Regions from separate parts of the Mus musculus genome. Here regions 2, 3, 4 and 5 are each linked to region 1. A link is a contact called in public HiCAR-type and promoter capture Hi-C data. All regions are on one chromosome and are shown on one strand. Each heading gives the region's core, a stretch centred on a gene start, on an enhancer-like site or on the middle of the called end of the contact. The rest is flanking DNA. Distances are from core to core; before and after follow the strand shown. Region 1 holds the start of Elovl1 (elongation of very long chain fatty acids (FEN1/Elo2, SUR4/Elo3, yeast)-like 1). Region 2 holds the start of Ccdc30 (coiled-coil domain containing 30). Region 3 holds the start of AU022252 (expressed sequence AU022252). Region 4 holds the start of Dmap1 (DNA methyltransferase 1-associated protein 1). Region 5 holds the start of Lao1 (L-amino acid oxidase 1).

Evidence for each region. Promoter capture Hi-C pulls out the DNA fragments that hold promoters and counts their contacts. HiCAR-type assays count read pairs that join an accessible place to other places.
Region 2: a contact with region 1 is called in a promoter capture Hi-C map of second pharyngeal arch cranial neural crest. The contact joins the promoter of Ccdc30 here to the promoter of Elovl1 in region 1. A contact is called at or near these places in 5 of 39 promoter capture datasets (cranial neural crest, hematopoietic stem and progenitor cells, hippocampal neurons and 2 more), 1 of 115 datasets of contacts at active chromatin or transcription factors (bone marrow-derived macrophages) and 1 of 9 other capture datasets (liver).
Region 3: a HiCAR-type map of astrocytes shows a contact between it and region 1, with 2.4 times the contacts expected there. The contact joins the promoter of AU022252 here to the promoter of Elovl1 in region 1. A contact is called at or near these places in 3 of 39 promoter capture datasets (the 3T3-L1 cell line, embryonic stem cells and hippocampal neurons) and 2 of 115 datasets of contacts at active chromatin or transcription factors (astrocytes and embryonic forebrain).
Region 4: a promoter capture Hi-C map of pre-B cells shows a contact between it and region 1, with 2.6 times the contacts expected there. The contact joins the promoter of Dmap1 here to the promoter of Elovl1 in region 1. A contact is called at or near these places in 2 of 39 promoter capture datasets (hippocampal neurons and pre-B cells), 2 of 115 datasets of contacts at active chromatin or transcription factors (bone marrow-derived macrophages and pancreatic cancer cells) and 1 of 9 other capture datasets (liver).
Region 5: a promoter capture Hi-C map of hippocampal neurons shows a contact between it and region 1, with 3 times the contacts expected there. The contact joins the promoter of Lao1 here to the promoter of Elovl1 in region 1. A contact is called at or near these places in 2 of 39 promoter capture datasets (embryonic stem cells and hippocampal neurons).

What each region holds. Positions count from the first base shown.
Region 1 is chr4:118,425,748-118,429,894 of GRCm38.p6, reverse strand. It overlaps Elovl1 (elongation of very long chain fatty acids (FEN1/Elo2, SUR4/Elo3, yeast)-like 1), which reads right to left and starts at 1,802. Exons shown (of 8, transcript NM_019422.3): 1 at 1,680-1,802.
Region 2 is chr4:119,413,633-119,417,779 of GRCm38.p6, reverse strand. Ccdc30 (coiled-coil domain containing 30) reads left to right here and starts at 2,259. Exons shown (of 15, transcript NM_029286.2): 1 at 2,259-2,644.
Region 3 is chr4:119,230,270-119,234,416 of GRCm38.p6, reverse strand. AU022252 (expressed sequence AU022252) reads left to right here and starts at 1,693. Exons shown (of 5, transcript NM_001012400.2): 1 at 1,693-1,834; 2 at 1,948-2,063. The coding sequence starts at 1,756. P3h1 (prolyl 3-hydroxylase 1) reads right to left here and starts at 1,502. Exons shown (of 15, transcript NM_019783.2): 1 at 987-1,502. The coding sequence starts at 1,460.
Region 4 is chr4:117,680,430-117,684,576 of GRCm38.p6, reverse strand. Dmap1 (DNA methyltransferase 1-associated protein 1) reads left to right here and starts at 2,352. Exons shown (of 11, transcript NM_023178.2): 1 at 2,352-2,363; 2 at 2,595-2,744; 3 at 3,212-3,303; 4 at 3,539-3,734. The coding sequence starts at 2,640.
Region 5 is chr4:118,960,298-118,964,444 of GRCm38.p6, reverse strand. Lao1 (L-amino acid oxidase 1) reads right to left here and starts at 2,478. Exons shown (of 7, transcript NM_133892.4): 1 at 2,416-2,478; 2 at 621-835; 3 at 153-265. The coding sequence starts at 2,446. All of the region lies in intron 1 of Gm12865 (a long non-coding RNA gene), which reads left to right.

The sequences.
Region 1 (4,147 bases), core at 553-3,052:
GGGTTCCACTTCTGTGGTGAACACCAGTGCCCCCGGGCTTCCCCTTTGCCTCCCAGGCTCTCACCTCCAGCCTCCTGCCTTCTTCCAGTGCTTCACCTCCAGCCTCTCTCCTCCCTTCTTCTCAGGGGCAAGTTCTGCCTCTCTCTCTCTTCCACTCCAGGAGCCTGGCTCTTTGAGACTCCTGCCCTGGCGGCTCCACCTGTCTGACTAGATCTTGTAGCAGCCCCGCCCTCCTCCCGCCCCCGCTACGTTGGGCATGGGGTGGAGGGTGGGTCCAGGCCACAGGTCAATGCCTAGAGGAGCAGGACCCACCAGAATTGAGAAAGCCAAGTGAGCCCCAGCCTCACCACCTCTGACCAGCCAGATAAGTTTGTAGGTTCTCCAGAAACTTCTGGCCAGGACGTCTGGCCAAAGCCAGAACTGCTAAAAAATCCACACCCAGCATTCTCTCCCAAACCAGCCATGAATTCTTAGTTTGTCCTACTTTAGAATGGGCATCACCCTTCCCTACCAGGGAGGGGTGAGGACACCAGTGGTATGTGAGGAGGTGGGAGAGTGGGGGAGGTCTCAGGAATCTTTCCCTCTTCTGGGAGGGAGCCTCATGGGCTAGGTCCCCTCCTCCTCAAAGTTGGAAGGAATGCCAAGGGAAAGTTTATAGGGATACAAAAATTTAGCCTAGACCCAGGAGAGCCTAGGACTTTGTCCCAGAGGACTCCGGCAATTGCCCAACAAGCGGAGTGCTCCAGCTGCTCTCCATCAATCTCCAGCCTTGGGGCTTGAGTTCTACCATCCACATCCACGCTCTCACACAGTAATATGTACCTTCATCACACCGCTCTCAACCACCCCCAGAGACATGCATACCGCGCCAGGAGCTAGCCAGCATACATCCACACACAGTCCAGGCATATCTTGTTGACCACATCACCCAAACAGGCCTCCCTACTGGACTCGGACATGCCAGGCTCCTAAACTTCACACCTGTCAGGGATTGCATTAACCGCGGGACATACAGCTGACCAGGCATGGGTACATCTTCACCCACACCTCCCTTCTGCACACACAGCTCTCTGGTGAGTGACACTCATTTCTTCCTACAGTTAGACTTTGGTTGGTGGCTTATGTTGGAGTGGGGCCTAGCACTTAGGCATGTGCTCTGACACACGTGAGCTTGCCAGTTCCTTATCTCCTCCCTCAACCACCTCCTCCAATTCACTCGCCCTTCACCACCACTTAACACCGGGAGATACACAGTGACCCAGAGGGCAAGAGGGAGTCCAGACTTCTGAGGATCTCTCCCTAAGTTTGAGGGAAACCCGGGTGCGCACCACCCCCCTCCCGCAGTGAAACAGAGCCAGTTCCCTTAAGATGGATGGAAAAGAAAAAGGGCACCGGCATGGGGCAGGAAGGGAAAAGAGAGGAGTGGGCAAAGGGTGGAAGGCCAGGAGGTGCTGAAAAAGAACTAGGTGTGAGCAAATGGGGGTCAGGGGCCAAGGTGCCGGGGAGGGATCCTGTGGGCAGGCCCAGCCCCAGTGCCTGGGACCTCCCACCCACTCGCCCCAGGAACAGCCTCGCCCACAGCCTGGGCAGGGCAGGGCAAGGCAGGCAGGGCAGGGCTAGCCTGGCCAGCCAGGCAGGGGGCGCTGGCACGTGGGGAGCCATGGAAGGTACACACTCACCAGTGGAAACCAGGCGGGCAGCAGTGAAGGGTTCAAAGGGATCAGGGCCGGAGAGAAGTCCCCAGGGCCGCCTGCCGGCCACTTCCTCATCTGCTGGGCCGACTTTCTGTCACCAGAGGGGGAGGGGGCGGGCCGGGCGGGGGGCGCCTGCTGATTGGGCGGCTGGCCGAGGCAGGAGGGGCCGTCCAGCGCCTGCCTGGCCGCCAGGGCGGGAGCAGGGGCGGGTCGCCAGATCCCGGGGCAGGAAGCACACCCAGCCCCAGCTCTCCACCCCTTCCTTCGCATCTCTCAGCCTGTCCCGCCGATGACTATGGCTTGGCCCGCACCCAGCTTCTTCTTGAGGTTCAGCCTGCATGGCCCCATTCGTGGTCCTCTGTCCAGTCCAGCATGAGGACCCACTCATCTCCTGTCTGCTTTGTGACAGTCGCGGCTTATGATTACGGGAAATTTCCAGGGTTCAACCGTTCCCTCAAGGCTTTTCCTGGAAGAGGAGGGCCAGCTGTGCCTACTAAGGGCTGATTGGGGTGGCGGGAGGCTTTAGCGGGAGGCAGCAGTCGGCCACCACCATGCTTCTCAGAGCCTATAAACTTGGATGAGTCCTAGCTTTAGGAGGCACAGAGAGGATTTCCTGGAACGGAGATGGGAGAATACAAGTGGCCCCAGGCAAGAACTGTGAATCACTGTCTAAACTGGCCTTCAAGGTAGTGAAAGGGGGTGGGGGTGGGGGTAGCAAGTGAAATTGGCTGTGGTTCAATGTAGTAGATCTTGGAGGCCAAATGAGGCTGCCTGACTTATTCTAGAAGCAGAAGAAAACAAGAATTTTGAGGCAGCTCATCTCATCTGTCAGACATTTACTGGCCATCTACAGTGAGCGAAACCACATTAAGCTCTGCTCCCCACACTAACATAACTTATAACCCAGGTACAAGGTACTAGAGAGACCAGGTGAGAGGAAAACAGCTGGTCTGAAGAGGTAACAGATGGGGTTGGGAAAGCCAGACAACGTTGCAGGGGTAGGGGTGGGGGAGGAGTTAGATGTCAATTCAGTACCACCACCCACCCACCCCAGCACCAGATAGTCCAACTATTGCATGGCATGAAATCTGTCTTTCCTATAAAGACTCAATTACAGCTTGGACAACTGGATGATGTAAGTAGGCAGAGAGTTGAGGAATTTAGAAGAGGCAGTGGCTAGGAAGGATAATAGGTTCATAATTGGTGGATTTGGTTACCTAGGCATTGATAAGAGATGAAGGCCAGAGTATAGTTTTCAGCATTCTTTAGATTACCTGTTTACCTGTTAGCACCTACTCTTGACCAAAAAAAAAAAAAAAAAAAAAAAAAAAACAACCAGCAGAGAATTTACTTCCAAACCCAGCTTCTGTATCATTGTATACTAGACCCCCATGTCCCTGAAATGTCATTCTCAAGCCATAGCCTGAACTCCAGCCATCAAATGTCAGCAGCTTTCTCTCCAGTGAACATCTGTGGTGGATCCAAAAGCTCCCAGTGGAGCGTTCGGGATGGTGTTTTGCATGTGTGATTAAGACTTGTTAGATGAATGTGCACAAATTTACATACAAACATATCCATCTATGGGGCTGCCTCTGACTCTCAAGCCTTCATCATCGTGAGATGCAGTCAGATCTCCACTCTGTAAACCACTCCTGCTTCTGACTAATGTATTTTCTGCACCTTTCCCAACTCCACGATCCTTTCAGCAGGAAAAGTTCATATTTTAGTCATATCTCTTAACTCCAATTGGACCTATTATCTGTCATGCAGTTAACCGTACATGTTTTCTGACTTGCTGTTAAAAATACATAGGACAATGGAAGGAAAGGAGAAACTAAGACCCGGAGAGAACAGTACATCTTTATATTTCTCTTGAGAGTAGTGTTTATTGAGTTAACCAATACTTACCAAGGTCCTGATGGCTTTCATGTGTATTCAAACAGCTCTAAGGCCACACCTGACTCTGAAGTTCTGAGCTTAAATGTCCCAGTTAATGTGTGTGTGATCGTGCATATATTTTAGGAGGTATGGAACCTTCTAAAAATGAGAACAAATGGTCCCTAGCTTATAGGCTTACTGTGAAGGTTAAGGCAATAGCCCGTGTAAAGTGCTTAGCAGTCTCTGTCTCAATATTAACAGTCAGGGTAAGAATCAGGCCATTACACAGAGGACATGTTTGTATATGATTTAATGAGTAGTCCTTTAACAAACCTTTCCTAAACAACGAGCAAATCCATAAACAGCTCTGAAAGTCCTACCGAGAGATTTGGGCCTACATCTCCCTTGTGAAAGCACACTGGCAAGATGACGACACCGTCCTAAAGTCAAACAAACAGGAAGCTTCAAGTGTGTGCATATTCATCTGGGCCACACTGAGAGATGACTGTGGCAAGGCTTCAATAAATGTTGGCTGACTATATGAGTGAACAAACTCAAAGACTCTATTCTTAACT
Region 2 (4,147 bases), core at 1,010-3,509, 990 kb before region 1:
TCTGTGGTGGTGGTGGGGGGGTGCTGTTATTATGTAGAAGTCAGTGTTCTACATAAATTTCAGTTAGGGACTAATGGTGAAATTCAGTAGTTGAGCACTTGGCTAGCATGTGCAGGCCTTGGGTCAAAACCTGGCTTACAGTACAACTGGCCATGGAGTTGGAAAGGTACCCTGACAGTACAGAGTTTCAGTTATGACATAAACAGAAGTGGCAAGCAAGATAAGTAGAAACAATGAAGTTTGGAATTGTGGCCTCCAGCACAAGACGGTTTATTGCTGCAGCCAGGAGTGAAACCATCTCTTGGAGCACACAGTTGTCATGAACTTTAGGTCTAGTTGGCAAAACTTCCAGAAAACAACAGGCTTCGCCACTGGAACAGTGCTGTAAAAGATGACTTTCCTCTCTACAGGCACAGCCTTGGGTGCTGACTCATCTGCTAGAACTAGGTGATTTTGATGATAATATTCATGAGAGCCCACTTAAGATCGTTTTATTAAAGCCCCAAACAATCTCTAACTTGTCTTATGGACTCACCAGAGACTTCTCCCTTCGGTTTATGGTCTGTTCTGAGAGCTTCAAAACACCCAGGTAGGAGTTCCAGGTGTGTGTGTGTTTGTGTGTTAGCAGGAGGAAATACTTGCAAAGGGAAACGAGGCGTTTATTTGCTCCAGCTCGGAGGACCAAGGAGCCTTACCTAAGGAGGTGATAATGAAACTGATCAGTGGGAGTGGGTGGAAATGGAGGTGAGCATTTTAGATCAGAGAGGGGAAACACTTTCAAGGCCAAGGAAGAAAACAGAAAATAGGGGACACTGTTGAGGTGATGGTCCCCCACATGATCCAGAAGGAAGGGCTGGCAGCTAGAATAAGATCAAGAAATGTAGGTGGCGTTTTAGATACCAGAAAAGCAGAAGCCTCCAGAAATCCAGCTTTGACAACGCACCTGGAGTCTCGAAAAAAGAACATCTGAAGATTTAAGTTGAGCCTGTGCTAAACTGTATCACTAAAGTACTTTGGGGCTGGAAGAAGACATGGCTACTGAACCAAGACTCATTCCCAGCACCCACGAGGCTCCCAAGGACTGTATCTAGTTCCAGGAGATCTGGTATCCTCTTTTGGCTTCCTTGGGCTCTAGCTGTGATGTACATTAACTTATCAATGTAAACCTACATGCACATAAATCTTTTTTTAAAAAAAATATTTATCTTGCATTCTATAAGAAGCCAAACAGAATTGTCAATTAGCTTAGTTAGGCTTTCTTAAGGGTTCTAGCCTTCGTGGTAATTCTGGTCAAGCTTGATTTAAATGATCTTAAGTGGGCTCTCATGAATATTATCATAAAGGTCACCTAGTTCTAGCAGATGAGTCAGCACCCAAGGCTGTGGCTGTAGAGAGGAAAGTCATCTTTTACAGCACTGTACCAATGGCGAAGCCTGTTGTTTTCTGGAAGTTTTGCCAACTAGACCTAAAGTTCATGTCAACTGTGTGCTCCAAGAGAGGTGGTAATTCATGTCACAAAAGTCCAGAAGTGTGGAAATTTACCTTAGGTACTCCAGGTGTGATGACAAATTCTGGCCCTAAATTGAGACCTGATATGCACAGTATCTTGCCTTTTTTCTTTTCTCTTTTCTATTCTCCTCCTCCTCCTCCTCCTCCTCCTCCTCCTCCCCCCCCCCTCCTCCTCTTTCTTCTTCTCCTTCTCCTTCTCCTTCCTTCTCCTTCTCCTTCCTTCTCCTTCTCCTTCTCTTCTCCTCCTTCTCCTTCTCCTTCTCCTTCTCCTTCTTCTTCTTCTTCTTCTCTCTCTCTCTCTCTCTCTCTCTCTCTCTCTCTGTCCTCTCTTTTCTTTTTCTTTTTTAAAGGCAAGGTTCCATTCTATAGCCTAGGCGGCACCGACTGGAATCTACTGTATAACACTAGCTGGTTCCAAACTCAATTCTACCTCACTCTCATGTGCGTGGACTCTCACATCCAAGTTTTGAAGTCACTTACAGAAAAACAAATATAAGGAGATAGGTTGAACTTGGAGGGAAACAATTCGAGAATTAGAACCCTATGTTTACTCGCAGTCTGAGAATTATATAGACGCTGTACACTGTTGTTATGGTTACTGCGGTCTCCGGAGCCAATGGGGTAGTCTGTAGTTCCTGGAGGCCAATGGTGTGCGCTGTAACAACAGTCTTCACAGGAAGAACGGCCCGGGCCACCCAAAGCGTGCATGGTCTCCATGGCTCCCGCCGGGTCGCGCCTGCGCGTCCCCCGCTGAGTGGGGTTGCCATGACAGCGGCTGGGCGGCTGGAGCTGAGAGTCCCCTGCTCCTTCTGCGCGCTGGCAGGAAAATCCCACCTCAGCCCGGGGACGGACCTGCTCTTCCCGTGGTGCACATTCCAGATCTCTTCGGATCGCCGGTGAGCTCCTTCGCGCGGTGCTGGCCGGCTTCGGCGTGCTCGGCCCGGTAACGGTTGGCTCAGGAGAAGTGTGCTCTTGACCGTCCCCGAAGGTCCCAGCCACAAAGGCCCCAGAGACACCGTTGTGCCCTGCGCGCGGCCCGAGCGAAAGGACTGTGGGACTAGCTTCGTCACACGCAACCTTGCATCCGGATGAAGCTCTGCAGGCCTTTGGGGATACCAGCATCCGAGATCATCAAGTCAGTTGCCTTCTGCCTTTCAGCCTTCAACTCCATCCACTTCTCTCACCATCCGAGCACCCGGCTCCTTTATCCTGTTTACCCCACAACCATCTCACCCTTCCCCGTCCACGCTGTGCATTGTAATGTCTTCACCATTCTGTCACCTGTAGACCACCTCCTTCTGCTTCCCTACAGGAAGGCTTTGCATGGCTGCACATTTCTCATCCTCCAGCCCAGCAGTCCCCGTAAAGAGTTTCCATTTCTCTGCACTGTTGCAAATTCTCTGTCTTGGGTGAACTTGAGATGGGTGAAGTAAATGATGCAAATGCATACATGAGACGGTTGCAAACCTATTGTATTTCGAAAATAGAAAAGAATTAAAAGAAAAGAATCAGTTTTGAACTTCTTGACAGCGGTATACACATATGCCATATGTGAAAGTTTAAGTTCCGTTCCTTGTTAGGTACTATGTTAGACACAAATTTAAGCAATATGTTCGTACTTGTAAAAATGGCGTTCAAAAATGACCGCATAGCAGAATTTTGACTTTTAGGCCAAAGTACATCAAACACCCGGGGATTGTGCGATTTGCCAGACTGGAGATACTTGAAACTGTTCCCGTGCCCCCCCCCCTCTTTTTTTTTTCCTTTCAGTTTCTAAATTAGAAAACACTTTTGGTGAAGGGAATCAATCAAGAGCAACTTATCATATTTTTGGAAAAGGAGAAAGCCCAGTGGCCTTTTTTAAAAAAGAAAAAAAAAGTATATTTTATTTAGGAATTGGAACAACCTGTGAATCATATTCTTGGGTTTAAGGTTATACGTGTTTGGATTATATTTCTATAGCAGGAAGGGTACTTAGGGTGAAAAGTCACATGGGGGCTGTTCCAGTTTTGTGACCTCATATTTGTTTGTTCCTTAGCATGTCACTTATAGACCATGTGACCCAAAGCAAGTCCCTTCCTCAGAGCCAGAAAACGACCCCCCCCCCCCGTTGAAGTTAGAGGGCAGAAATGCTGTTAGTCCTCTTTCCACCTACCATTCATTATTACGTCGGCACTCCAGCTTACCACCTCACCCGTTAGATGTGAGGAGCTTAGGCGGCTTAAAACCATGTTTACCCTTGTTAAGAGGCTAAATGACCATTTCTTCAGTATCTATTTCAGAGAGCAGGCTCTGTTAAATGGGGCAGTCTTAGGTACACTTTAAATATCAGAGAATTTATAACTCAAACAGCATGTTTTATTCTGTTGTATTAGATTTTTAGAATTTCCCAACCACCAAGTCTGAGTTCACCGGGGAGAAAATTTTGTTCTGAAATGCTCTAACACCATCCCAGGCAGAGGAACCTGGGTGTGCAGAGTCAAGAAATTAATTGCCAACAGCATAATGAAAGCATTGGTTGAATGACTTAAGAGCTGTCTTAGTCAGGGTTTTTATTCCTGGACAAAACATCATGACCAAGAAGCAAGTTGGGGAGGAAAGGGTTTATTTAGCTTATACTTCCACATTGCTGTTCATT
Region 3 (4,147 bases), core at 444-2,943, 800 kb before region 1:
CATAACCTTTTTTGTTAGCCCTTAGTACAGTGACTCCTAGCAGTGACACAAGGAAAAACAAAGGAGCAATCATTTTAACCACCTGTCCAAGAACTGGAATGTAGTAGGTGCTCAATAAATGGCAACGAATTTTAAGTAGTGCTATTAAGTGGCATGACCCAATCAGTAAGAACCCAGTCATCCCAGCATGCTTTCCAGTAACCAGAAGGAACCGAGGGGACAAAGCAGAAATCTGAGGTCCCCACGAGCCTCTAAGTCTTTCTTTAGGTAGAACTGAAAGGTCTGTGAAACTGTTGTAGCTATGTAGTCTGCATGAGCAGCCCACCCCCCTAACATGGGACTAATATCATTTACTCAAAGGATACTGTATGTATCAGGGCAAATGAGGCAATAAACAAACGTAAAGTGCTTTAACGGAGTCCTGGAAATATATGTTACCAGTCATCACGGGCAGACAAGGCTGGCGTTCCAAGCCCGCTTATTGACTTGGCCTTAAATCGCTGTGGCATCCCAAAAGACAGTCATTTTCTTAAAAACAAAAAACCCAAAAATACTAGCTAGAGGGTCCTCCACAGGGCGGAGCCAGGCAGCCCCTGCTGGCGACGTGGCAATCCCACGTCCTGAAAGAGCGCTGCTGTTGGATTAGGGAGCAGGGAAAGCATGATTGGAGAACGAACCGGAAGGAAGATGTTGCAGAAGCACTTGGACACTTGCAATGAAGTACTGCTGGGAGACCCTAGCGGCCGCCTCGGTTCCCTCTAGGAGGCCTTCCCAAAAGAAAAAGGTCAGGTTTTTCTTGGCTTGGGCTGTCACTACTGGCTGGACCTTTAGGGTTAGCATCTGCCCATAAGAACCGGGTGAAGCTCCCAAAGTCCGCCAAGAGCTCCCTAGCCAAGAGGTCCCTTGCCTCCCTGCCGTCTCATCCCTGCTCTGCTCCCCAAGTTCCCCAGGTCGCTCCCGGCCACCGGGCTCCGGACCAGTCGCACCTTGAAATAGGCGACCTGCAGGTAGTTGTACGGGCTCCGCTTGTTGAACTCCAGGTCCAGTTCTTCACTCAGCAAGTGGGCAGAGGGCGGCCCGAGGCAGCGGCGTAGGCAGGCGGCACGGCGCAGCACGGCTCCGAAGAAGCGCAGGTCGTGCAGGGCGGCGGCGCCCGGGTCCTGGCTCAGGCTGGGGTCCGGACCGAGATCCAGGTCCGGTGCCCACGGCAGTTCGGTGGCACAGCGTGTGCGGCAGCGCAGGCGGAGGGCACGCAGGGCCGCCCGCGAGCGCAGCGCCCGCTCCATGTTCAGGACCACCCCGGGCCAGTCCCCGCGCGAGTAGGCCGCGGTCCCCTCTGCGTAAAGCAGGTCAGGGGCTGCCACGTCCCATCCCGGCTCAGACTCCGCCGCAACCCGTAAGGCGGCGGCGGCGGCGACCGCTAGCATCGCTGCCAGCAGCCTCCTTTCGCTCACCGCCATGGCCTTGCTCCTCCACTTAACGGGACTGCTCGCCTGGGGCACATTCCAGAGTCCCGCCCCCCACAGAAGCCACGCCCAGAGACGAGCCACGCCCCAAGTCCAGAAGCTCGTGGCAAGGAAACTTGTACCGCCTCTTGCTTTCAACCAATCCAAACACTTACTCTTCGTGAGGCTCCGCCTCTAATCTCATGCGCACAGCTCAATGGACTGAGAACGAGAAAACCCCGCCCACAAGCTGTTGTGCGCCTGCGCTTTAGACTGAGCTCCCTGCGGGTGGTGGGACCGAGGTGCTGTTATGGCGGACCCCGGGGTTCCCGGCCGGTACGAAAGTGGTACGGGAAATCTGGGGGTGAAGGAGGCGGCGGGTCCTGGAGGTAGGTGGGACTGAGTTGCCTGGGTAGGAGGTCGCAGCCGGGTGGCTCTTTCCTGCTGGCTCACGGAAGGCTGAGGGTTTCAACTTACGCCTGTGTTCGGGTGTGTATCGCAGGAGCCCTGGTGGAGCTCACCCCGACCCCCGGCGGCCTGGCTCTGGTGAGCCCCTACCACACCCACCGGGTCGGGGACCCCTTAGACCTCGTGGCGCTCGCCGAGCAGGTGCAGAAGGTGAGGAATAGCCATCTCCGTACTTTACCCTGCCTCTTTGGGCTCGGGACAGCCTGTGAACTCGGCAGTACTGAAGTTACCATTCCATTTCACACGAAGAGGATCACTCTATCCCAATTCCTCTGTTGTTGTTTGTTTTGAGACAGGGCCTTTCTACATAACTCTGGCTGTCATGGAACTCTCTATATTATAGACTAGGCTGGCCTCGAACTGACAGATCCACCTTCCTCCCCCACCCTCCAACCCCAAAACCCTATGCTGGGATTAAATGTATGGCTTCTATACCAAATTCTTAAATAGTCACATTTTATTCTGCTTCCCATAAGGTCTTTATCTGTTACCCAGGAGCTTGTGGAACTTAAATATATGCTCTTTCTTTCCTTTTTAAAAAAACAAAACAAAATAAAACAAAAACTGCTGGGGTTGTAGTTTACTGTTGCCTAGCCCTGAATTTGATTCTTAGCACTACCAAAAACAGCATGCAAAAAGGCACAGGGTAAAATTCCTATTGAAAAAAAGACCACACACAATAAAACTGGAGGTAGTTTCATTTGCTGTATAGCCCAGGTTGGCTTTGAATTCAGCCTCCCAAAGGCTGGGTATTACAAGGGTCGCTGTCACACATGGTGAATTTCAGTGGATACAGTCAGTATTACTATGTCCAGAGCTTAGGCGTCGGTTTCCATAATAGGTAAAATAAAGAAGATATGCAAAATAATGGAAAAGACCGTAGAAGTTTTGACAGATTGGTTTTGATTGTTTCTCTCTGGAGCTCTGGATCTGTAAAATGAGATCTTTGAGGTGGAGAGGCTCATAGGGCTAAGTGGGACTCCAGTTTCCTTCTCTTAGCAAGACTTCCCCTGAAGACTCTTTTACAGTGTCGGAGCCTGGCTGCTTTAAAAGCTTCTAGTGTTCTCTTTCTCTTGTATAAACTAGCTTATTTGGCAGTTATCGTGTTCAAGAGTTTGTTTTGATCAAGAAAATTAATGATTGACATGCCAAAAATCCCTCACACAAAAAATGTCTGTTGTAGTATTTAAGAAAAATTCAAATGTTTAGAAAAACCTTTTTAATTAAAACTTTACTTTTTTTTTTTTTTTAAGAGAGGTGGGCTCAAAAACAGGCTTAGAAGACTATCACGTGTTTGTTTAATCAGGCTGCTATTGGAGGGAGGTAGCTAGGGACAAAATCTTGGGCAATCAACACTTTGAGTTTCAGAGTGACGGTAGTGGACTCAGCCACAGAGAGAACACAGCTTTTTTTTTTTTTTTTTAAGATTTATTTATTTTATATATGTGAGTACACTGCCGTTCTCGCCAGAGACACCAGGAGAAGTCATTGGATCCTGTTATAGATGGTTATGAGCCACCATGTGGTTGCTGGGAATTAAACTCAGGACCTCTGGAAGAGCAGTCAGTGCTCTGAACTGCTGAGCAATCTCTCCAGCCCAGCTTTAGTCTTTTATACTGGTGACATATAAAGGATATATTATTCTGTTGCCTCCAGTTCTCCAGAATAATCCATCTTTGAGAAGCTGAAGAAGAAAATACTTTAAAAACAAATTGAGAGCTGGGGAAATGGTCCAGTGGTTAAGAGCACTCACTGCTCTTGTTGATGACCCAGGTTTAGGTACCAGAACTCACATTGAGACTCACAGCTGTTTGTAACTCCAGTTCCAGGGGATCAGATGCCCCTTTGGGCATTGCTTGGACACGATGCACATACACACATGCAGGCAAACACCTATATACACACAAAAACTTTGAAAACTAATGAAATCAACATATTCACCGTCTACATACTGAAATACACTTGCAGAGAGGACCGTCTCCTGACTCCCTTAATGTGCAGTCAGAAAGCTTTCAGAGGTTTGATACCGAGACATGGATTTTGGAATTAAGTTTAACTATGTCCAGATCCTTCAATTGCCATTTATTATAAAACCTTAGGTCACCACGCCTACGTGAGTCTTAACACCTAACTAAGGTTATCGTTTCTGGAGAGTTAGATGCCATTATTAATGTAGAGGCTCTTGGAGTGCTTGGGCCCAGGATCAGTGCCTGCTAATTATGAGTACCCTTTGG
Region 4 (4,147 bases), core at 1,103-3,602, 750 kb after region 1:
AATAAGTTCTAAATTTTATGACAGGGTCTCACTAAGTTGCCTAGGCTGATCTTGAGCTTGGCACCACAGATAGGCCTGGAATTTGCCATCCTCCTGTCTCAGGCTCCTTAGTACCTCTGATTACATGCCTGTGTCATGTGTGTGTGTGTGTGTGTGTGTGTGTGTGTATGTTACTACAATGCTCAAGTTTGCCTAGAGCTCAGACTCCTAAGTGCTAGGACTAAACCTGTGAGCCACTGCATCAGGCTTTGCCTTGAAGTCACAGAGATCCATCTGTCTCTGTATAGGGAGTGCTGGGATTAAAGGTGTGTGTGCCACCGTGCCCAGCCCAAGTTGCAGATAATTGAAAGCCACCATATGGGTGCTGGGAACAGAACCCAGGTCCTCCAGAAAAGCAGCAAATGCTCTTAATCACCAAGTCTTCTCTCAAGCCCTTGTTTATTATTTATATCTTTTGATGAACATAAGCAATTATCTTCATCAGACTATATTTACTAGTATACAGAATACACCCAGGAGTAGAGTTTCTGTGACAGGAAGTCTCTGTATGTTTAATTTTAGTAGACAGAATCAAACAGTGTTTCTAGGTGGTTATAATTATTTAACTACCACCAGCAATGTGTTAGATTTCTGTTACTCCACATCCTCACCAACACTTAATATTGTCTGTCATTTTTCTTTTTCTTTTCAACTTTCTTTCTTCCTTCCTTCCTCCCTTCCTCCCTTCCTTTCTCTTTCTTCCTTTATTTTATGTGAGTACACTGTTGCCCTCTTCAGACACACCAGAAGAAGGCATCAGATCCCATTACAGATGGTTGTGAGTCACCATGTGGGTGCTGCGAATTGAACTTAGAACCTCTGGAAGAGCAGTAGTGCCCTTAACCACTGAACCATTTCTCCAGCCCCTTGTCATTTTTTCTTTTAGGCCGTACTTGGAGGGGGGCAGGAGATAGCGACTACTAATATGGGAGTCAAGAGTAAATAGACTGATAGCTGTTAAAGCAGTTGAAATGACATACTCCCTTGTGAAAACAAGATAAGGGCTTCTAGTCATTCCTACATATTGACAACCTAAGTACATAGACATGTGGCGTGGTATGTGTGTGTATTACTATTGCTTCCATGAAACACCATGACCAAAAGCAAGTTGGGGAGGAAAGGGTTTATTTGGCTTATACTGCCACATTGCTATTTATCACCAAAGGAATTCAGGACAGGAATTCAAACAGGGTACGATCCTGGAGGCAGGAGCTGATGCAGAAGCTATGGAGAGGTATTGTTTACAGGCTTGCTTCTCCTGGCTTGCTCAGCCTTTTATAGAACCCAGGACTACTAGCTAAGGAATAACACCGCCCACAATGGGCTGGGCCATCCCCACTGACCACTCAATAAGAAGATGCCTTACAGCTGGATCTTAAAGGCAGTTTCTCAGTTAAGGTTTTCATCTATCAGATAACTCTAGTTTGTGTGTTGACAGTACAGTGTGTGTGTGTGTGTGTGTGTGTGTGTTGTACATTACACTGCCCCCCCCCCCAAAAAAAAAAGAGTCAAGATTCACAACTCATTTTAGGGGAATTGTAAATTAAATAAAGAAGTTAAGAGCCTGACCTGGTGGCACATTCCTGTAATCCCAGCACTTGAGAGGCAGGGGGATCGCTGTGAGTTAAGAGGCCACCCTGGGTGGTGGGGAAAGAAAAGGGATAGGAAGGAGGAGGCAGAGAGGGAGGGAGGGAGGGAGGGAGGAAGGGAGAGAGAGAGAGAGAGAGAGAGAGAGAGAGAGAGAGAGAGAGAGAGAGAGAGAGAGAGAGCTTCTATTTTACTCTCTTGGCAGCTGGAGAAGCTAGTTTAGCTCTGCTTTGAAAGTTTAGCACAATGGCAATGCCTGGTAATATAGAGAGGCACTGAATGAGCAGAGGCAATTACTATCATTAATCCAGTTAATTAAGAAAAAAAATAATGTTCCAGGCACTGTGCCATTGTTTTACATGGGTTATTGGTATTTCACTTAAGCAGGAGCTGTTACAATTTTCATTTTGTAAACAAATTAAGTGTTTTGAAATAGGTTTTGAGAAAATAAGTGACTTTTCAATGTCACAGAGTTCTCTTCAGGTTTTCTTTTCATTGCCCGGGACACAATGTAGAGAAATAGAAGGTAAATGTCAAAAGCAAGCCCCGCATCGCCTCGCGCGGATTCCTGGGAGCACAGCAGGAATTCCAGGCGAGCGACTCAGCCTGCCCGGTAGCTTGCACACTGGGTTGCTAGCCGGCTCCTGTTTGTCTAAGCACCGACCGGAAGTGTTTCTAAGGGTTGCGTTTCTACGACGCACAGCCGGAAGTTCCTATCCGTGGGTCTTCAGAGAGAGGTAATTTGAGGAGTGGGCTACAGCTGGGGGGACTCAGGTGTGGCTCCCCGGGGATGGCGAGGCAGGGAGGACAGTGTGACCGTAAGGGACACCTGCGCGGGGAGGCGGAGAACGAGGCAGCACCCAAACCTGGTGTGGACCATTCTGGCGCTGGCCTCTTCACCCTGCCCCCACTTGGAGCGGGAGTTGCAGGGACACCGCCCCCTTAACGGTAGCACAGTCTTTCTGCAGGTACCGACCCTTGACGTCGGGGTACTACCTCATCCCTCGGGCGTGATGGCTACGGGCGCAGATGTACGAGACATTCTAGAACTCGGGGGTCCAGAGGGAGATGCCGCCTCTGGGACCATCAGCAAAAAGGATATTATCAACCCGGACAAGGTAGCAGGGGCATTTGAGCGGGCTGAAGTGTGGGTGAAGGTGTTGGCGAAGGGATGGGAAGGGGTGTTACCAGAAGAGAGATGGTGGAAGTGATAATAAAAGGAGAGCTACAATGGAACAAGAGCATGCCACCCTTAATGTAACGAAGAGGGGACACTGGGAGGTGGGGACCAAGAGAGCGGGGAAACCGCCAACGGACGAGAGGACCGAGGGAACCTGACACTTGTAAGTTGTTGGGAAGAGAGAGCAAGACATTGTGACAGTCTTGAGGTGAGGGAAGGACTTTCTTCCCTGATAACTCAGACGCGAGCGGGGAGAGGAAACCTGTGCAGACGGTGTAGAGACGCTCCCATGAGTGGGTTCCCGGGACTTTAGTTCAGCATTTGTTTGTTCAGGTTGGGCTGGGTAAAAACTTCAAGGAAGGGTGGGTCTGGGCCATCATTTTTTCCCTGTGGTTTTCTTCCCAGAAAAAGTCCAAGAAGTCCTCAGAGACGCTGACCTTCAAGAGGCCTGAGGGCATGCATCGGGAGGTCTATGCTTTGCTTTACTCTGACAAAAAGCAAGTATTGGAATCCCAAGTCCTCCGTGTTTCCCCTAGCTCACCAGGCATAGCCCTATGTCCCTATTTTCTCTTCTACTTTCCCCCACGCCAGTATCCCCAACTAGGGCTCCTCCTGCAGGACAGCTCAGTGTCTTGCTCCAGGACATGACTTCCTTATTCTGGGGTAGACTGAGCTTCATGGCTTTAGAGGTTCTTCACACACCTGCTTCTAACCTTTCACCTCCACTGCCAGGGATGCACCCCCACTGCTGCCCAGTGACACTGGTCAGGGGTATCGGACAGTGAAGGCGAAACTGGGGTCCAAGAAGGTTCGCCCTTGGAAATGGATGCCTTTTACTAACCCAGCTCGAAAGGACGGCGCTATGTTTTTCCACTGGCGACGAGCGGCGGAGGAGGGCAAGGACTACCCTTTTGCCAGGTTCAATAAGGTGAGCTGCTAACAGAGCAAAGCTGAGCCACTTGCTGAGTTCTCCAGTCTCCCAGGGCTGGCTCCAGATGTGCTCAGTCCCAGCCTCAGTTACCCACTCGGTTCTAGGTCAAGTGCTGCTTGTGGGTTTCTTCTGCCTGTTGCATTCCGCCCTTTTCTGGATCTCCTGTGGGTTTTAGTGGCTTCCCTTGGCCCTTCAAGTACTGCTGCTCCTCACAACTGCATCCTAGGTGCAGCTTCCTGCTTCTCCATGCTTCTTCATTGTTCTTCTTTAGCTCTGTTACTTCAGCAGCTAATGGCCTCACCCCAGAAGATCTCATTTACTAATACTCCTTTCTGAATGTCCCATTTGGTTTGTGTCACCATTTGTATGGCACATGCCAGCAGACCAGAGGACACTTGAGAGCTGGGCCC
Region 5 (4,147 bases), core at 1,229-3,728, 530 kb before region 1:
GTAACCACCTCAACAGAAGTTAGAAGGTAGGAGAGCCATCATAGGGTGTTGGGTGCTGAAGGATAGCATCAGGGTCCCTCCCACATTTTCCATACCTCCCCCAACCCCCAACTTCCATATTCCTTTTGCTCCTTCTCTTGCCCAGGACTTACTTGTGGCTTTCTGGGATTCGCATTGGTCCAAGTTCTAAGTACCAGCCTTCTTCCTTGTTTCTGAGTGTGACCACCCTACCTCCGATGTGGTTGCTGGCCTCCAAGATGGTTACCTGGAGATCAGAAGAGCTGCTGTCATTCTTAGGGATGGCTGTCCTTTCTCCTCACCCAATTTCCTACCTCCAAAGAGCCATAGGCTCTGGCTGGAGGCCCTGAACATACAAGGTAACCTCCCTGGGGCTGTTTGCTCCAGAGGGCCCTGAGTGATTTGAAGCTTTCGCCTGGTAGCCTAGGTCTTCTCATTTGTCTCCATAAGAACATGAATGGTGGTTAGCAATGGTTAGGGTCCAGGGAGTTGGTGGAGACAAGCCGGTACACTCAATTGTGCATTGTCAGGCTAGTCACTTGTTTTCCACCCAAGGAGGCAAATGGGAGGCTGATGATCAAGGCTTCTCAAGACCTTCTTACCTCGTGACCAGCATCCTGTAGGGTCTTAGCTGCCACTAGGCCTGCCATGCCAGCTCCCACTACCACCACACGCTTAGACAGTGGGGAGGTATGGAGCCCATTCTGGGCTATGAGAAGGAAGGCCTCATAATCGGGATCCTGGAAACACTTGACAAGGTTCTCATAGAGGGCAAGACAGCTGGAGACGCAGAGCAGGATCCCCCAAACAAGGATTCCTGCAGGCAGAGAAAGCAAAAGGGTGGTCTTCCCTGAGCCAAGGCTCTGGGTCCGGTTTACCCAGGCTGTGGGAGCCAGTGCAGGGCAGTCAGATGAGGACCTCGTCTGGCAAGTGTGTGGTTGTAGATATGAATATTTGGTATTACACGTGAATGAAGGCGATTGTGTTGTGCAGGGTATGGGTATACTGTGAACTGCAGTGTTATTTATGTGATTAATGTGTGATTTGTGAACATGGCTTGCACCCTGGAAGCTCGTGGGCGAGAGAGGTTGATATGTGAGTGTACATACTTTTTTTTTTTTTTTTTTTTTTTCCTGATGGAGAGTGTGCCTGTGTGCTCATCAGTGACTGTAAAGGATTGGGGCTGTATAGACCTGTCAGTTAGTGTGTGGGAGTGTGACCGCAGTTTGCATTTACTTCGTATGACTGCACAGTCCGAGACTGTGTGTGAGGGATGCGTCTGTGGAACGGCATGGACGCCTGGGTGTGACTGAGTCTGTATGGGAAGGTGAGGTGGATGGAGAGCTGGATTTAGTGTGAGGAGGACGGGATAGGTTCCTCTGCTCGAGTCTGAGGGAGAAATGTGGGTGCTTGTGTAGGTTCTGTGAGTGTGTCTGGAAAGTGAAGCTGTGTGGGGAAGAGAGTTGGAGAGCAATGATGAGGGAGAGGGAGGGTGTGTCTACTGGTGAAAAGGTTCCCTTCTCCTAGCAGGAGTGAGGAGTGACCTGTGGGAAACAGGCAGTCCTTAAAGTTTTTTCTTTTCTTCCAGCCTCATCTATGGTTTCTCAAAGTTCCCTTCTCAAAGTATCGCACACGATATCAAGATTAGAACTCATCACTCTGACAGTTAGTGACAACCATATAACATGTCTTGAGTGGCTTGATTTTCTTGCTCACAGCTGGCCTTGTCTGACAGGAAGGGATATTTGGTTCCCTCGGTGTCCCCTGCTCTTAAGTGGTCCAGGCGAGGACTGTACACCCTGAGCACCATGTAGAAGCTGAGCTTTCGGCTGGTAAGAACCCCCTTAGTGTCTTTGTAGCATAGAGGCCACTGAAACTCCTTGAAGGACTAGGACTTTTAGGGACCACAGGCTGAGGAGGCACAGTAGTCCTGTCCTAGTGCCAAGACAGCTTTCCATTGGGGACAACTCATTAGAAAAGAGGAGAGACATTACCAAGCCCAAGGGAGGGGGTCACTAAGTCTCAGCTCCCCCCTTCCTTCACCCCACTCTGCCTCGACCTTCTTATCCAGACCTTACAGTTCCCCCTGAGCTGTCAACCAGCATTTGTTTCTTGGCCCCTCTGCTCTTGCCTTTGAACGGATCCAACCCCTGACCCCTCCTCCAGATCCATCTCCACGGAACTCGTTTTCAACATCCTGAGCCATCCCCAGGTAAAGCTGAATTCCTGCCTCAGTTCTAACTCTCTTTACTCTGATTTGGTCTTCAGCTGAGACATCCTCAGACCTACACCCAACCCACTGACCCATGTCCCTTTCCGACCCAACACCTATGCCTGTTTCAGTATCTAGCCCTTCCTTGCTCAGTCTCTTCCAGACCTGGAGGAGGACCCACTTACCACTCTTCTTGGCCATGGTCCTGAAACTCATGCGGAACTCTGAGCCTCTCCTCTTCTCTTTATGAAGAAGCAGCACCTCTCTGGCAATATTTGGCTCTTATCCCACCAATCGGTCTCTGGCCCTATTGACTCAGCCAAGCAAGGTGGCCCTGAACCAAGGCCTGACCCGTCAGGTGGGATGACAGTAATAACTGACCTCACCTTCCCCTCACTTTCAATCCACTTTCCCCCTGACAGTCTCTTCTAGAAAAGCCCCTCTCCCAGCTCTCCTGTTGCTAAGGAGCAAGAGGGGAATGGCAGTAGGTGGGCCATTGTGAACTTGCTGTAATCACTCTGGGAAGGGATGAGGGTTGGGCGGGACATCTGGTCTCTGAACTTCCAGCACAAGCCAGAGCTCCTGACTGCCCACAATACAGAATGCCTGCTTCCCCCTGGCTGGTGCACCATGCTACTTTATTTCCATGTCTGTTTGGGATAGGGATCTGGTCAGGAGTTCCTGTACAATAATCATGCCTCATTGTCCCTCTCCCTCGAAGGCTCCCAGGTAGGCAGAGGTCTCTAGCCTGGCCCATTTCCAGCACAGAGCATTTTGTGCTGCTTCCTCTGGGACCTCCAGGGCTTCCTTTAGACACAGTGTACTTCCCTGGCAGTGTACTTCCTTCCCTTAAGGAATGGAGCCAGGTAACTGTTCTGCCAAGACTAGCTTTTGTTCACAGGCTGGCTGGCAAGCCAAATGAACAGAAAGTCTGCACCCAACCCGCAGTGTGGGAGCTGGTGGGGAGGAAAGGAGTAGGGGAAGGTAGGGCCCAGAACTAGGATTCTGGCACCAGGTGGTATGGGGGAAGGGTAGTAGCCACAGAGCTGATAGAACTGGCTTGAGTCCTGCTTTGTCCTGGAAGACTTGTGTGTCTTGGGATACAGAATTGAACCTTTTGTTTTTATTAATTAATTAATTTATTGTATATGAGTACACTGTAGCTATCTCAAACACACCAGAAGAGGGCATCAGATCCCATTACAGATGGTTGTGAGTCACCATGTGGTTGCTGGGAATTGAACTCAGGACCTCTGGCAGAGCAGTCAGTGCTCTTAACCACTGAGCCATCTCTTCAGTCCCAGAATCGATACCTTTTGAACTTGGGTTTTCTTTTTTTTCTTTTTGGACTATGACATTTTCTACTTTTTATTGAAGAGAAGAAATGAGACTAGAAACAATATCACCTTCCTCTCCCTTCCCCCCACACATGAAGTATACATCCCAGGATCCCTGTTAGATGTCTAAAAAAGCAGATAGTACCACATTCTAAAATGTATTTTTTGATGAAGTTTAATTTATGAATTAGGCACAGTAAGAAACTAACAAGATGAGGCAGGAGAGATGGCTCAGTGGTTAAGAGCTCTTGTTGTTCTTCCAGAGGCCCTGAAATTACCTAGCAATTACATGGTGGCTCACAACCATCTATAATGTGATCTGATGCTCCCCTCTCTCTCTATGCAGATAGGGCACTTATACATAAAATAAATAAATTTTAACAACAACAATAATAAAACAGCAATTATAACAAAATACTATGATAAAATTGCAGCATTACTAGCCTTATACTTCTGGGGTGCTATTAAAAACAATGATGATTTATACACAATTTGATCACCATGATGGCTATCAAATGACTAATAGGTGAGTAGCATATACAGTGAACAAGAGGATGGATACACTGGACAAAGAAATAGA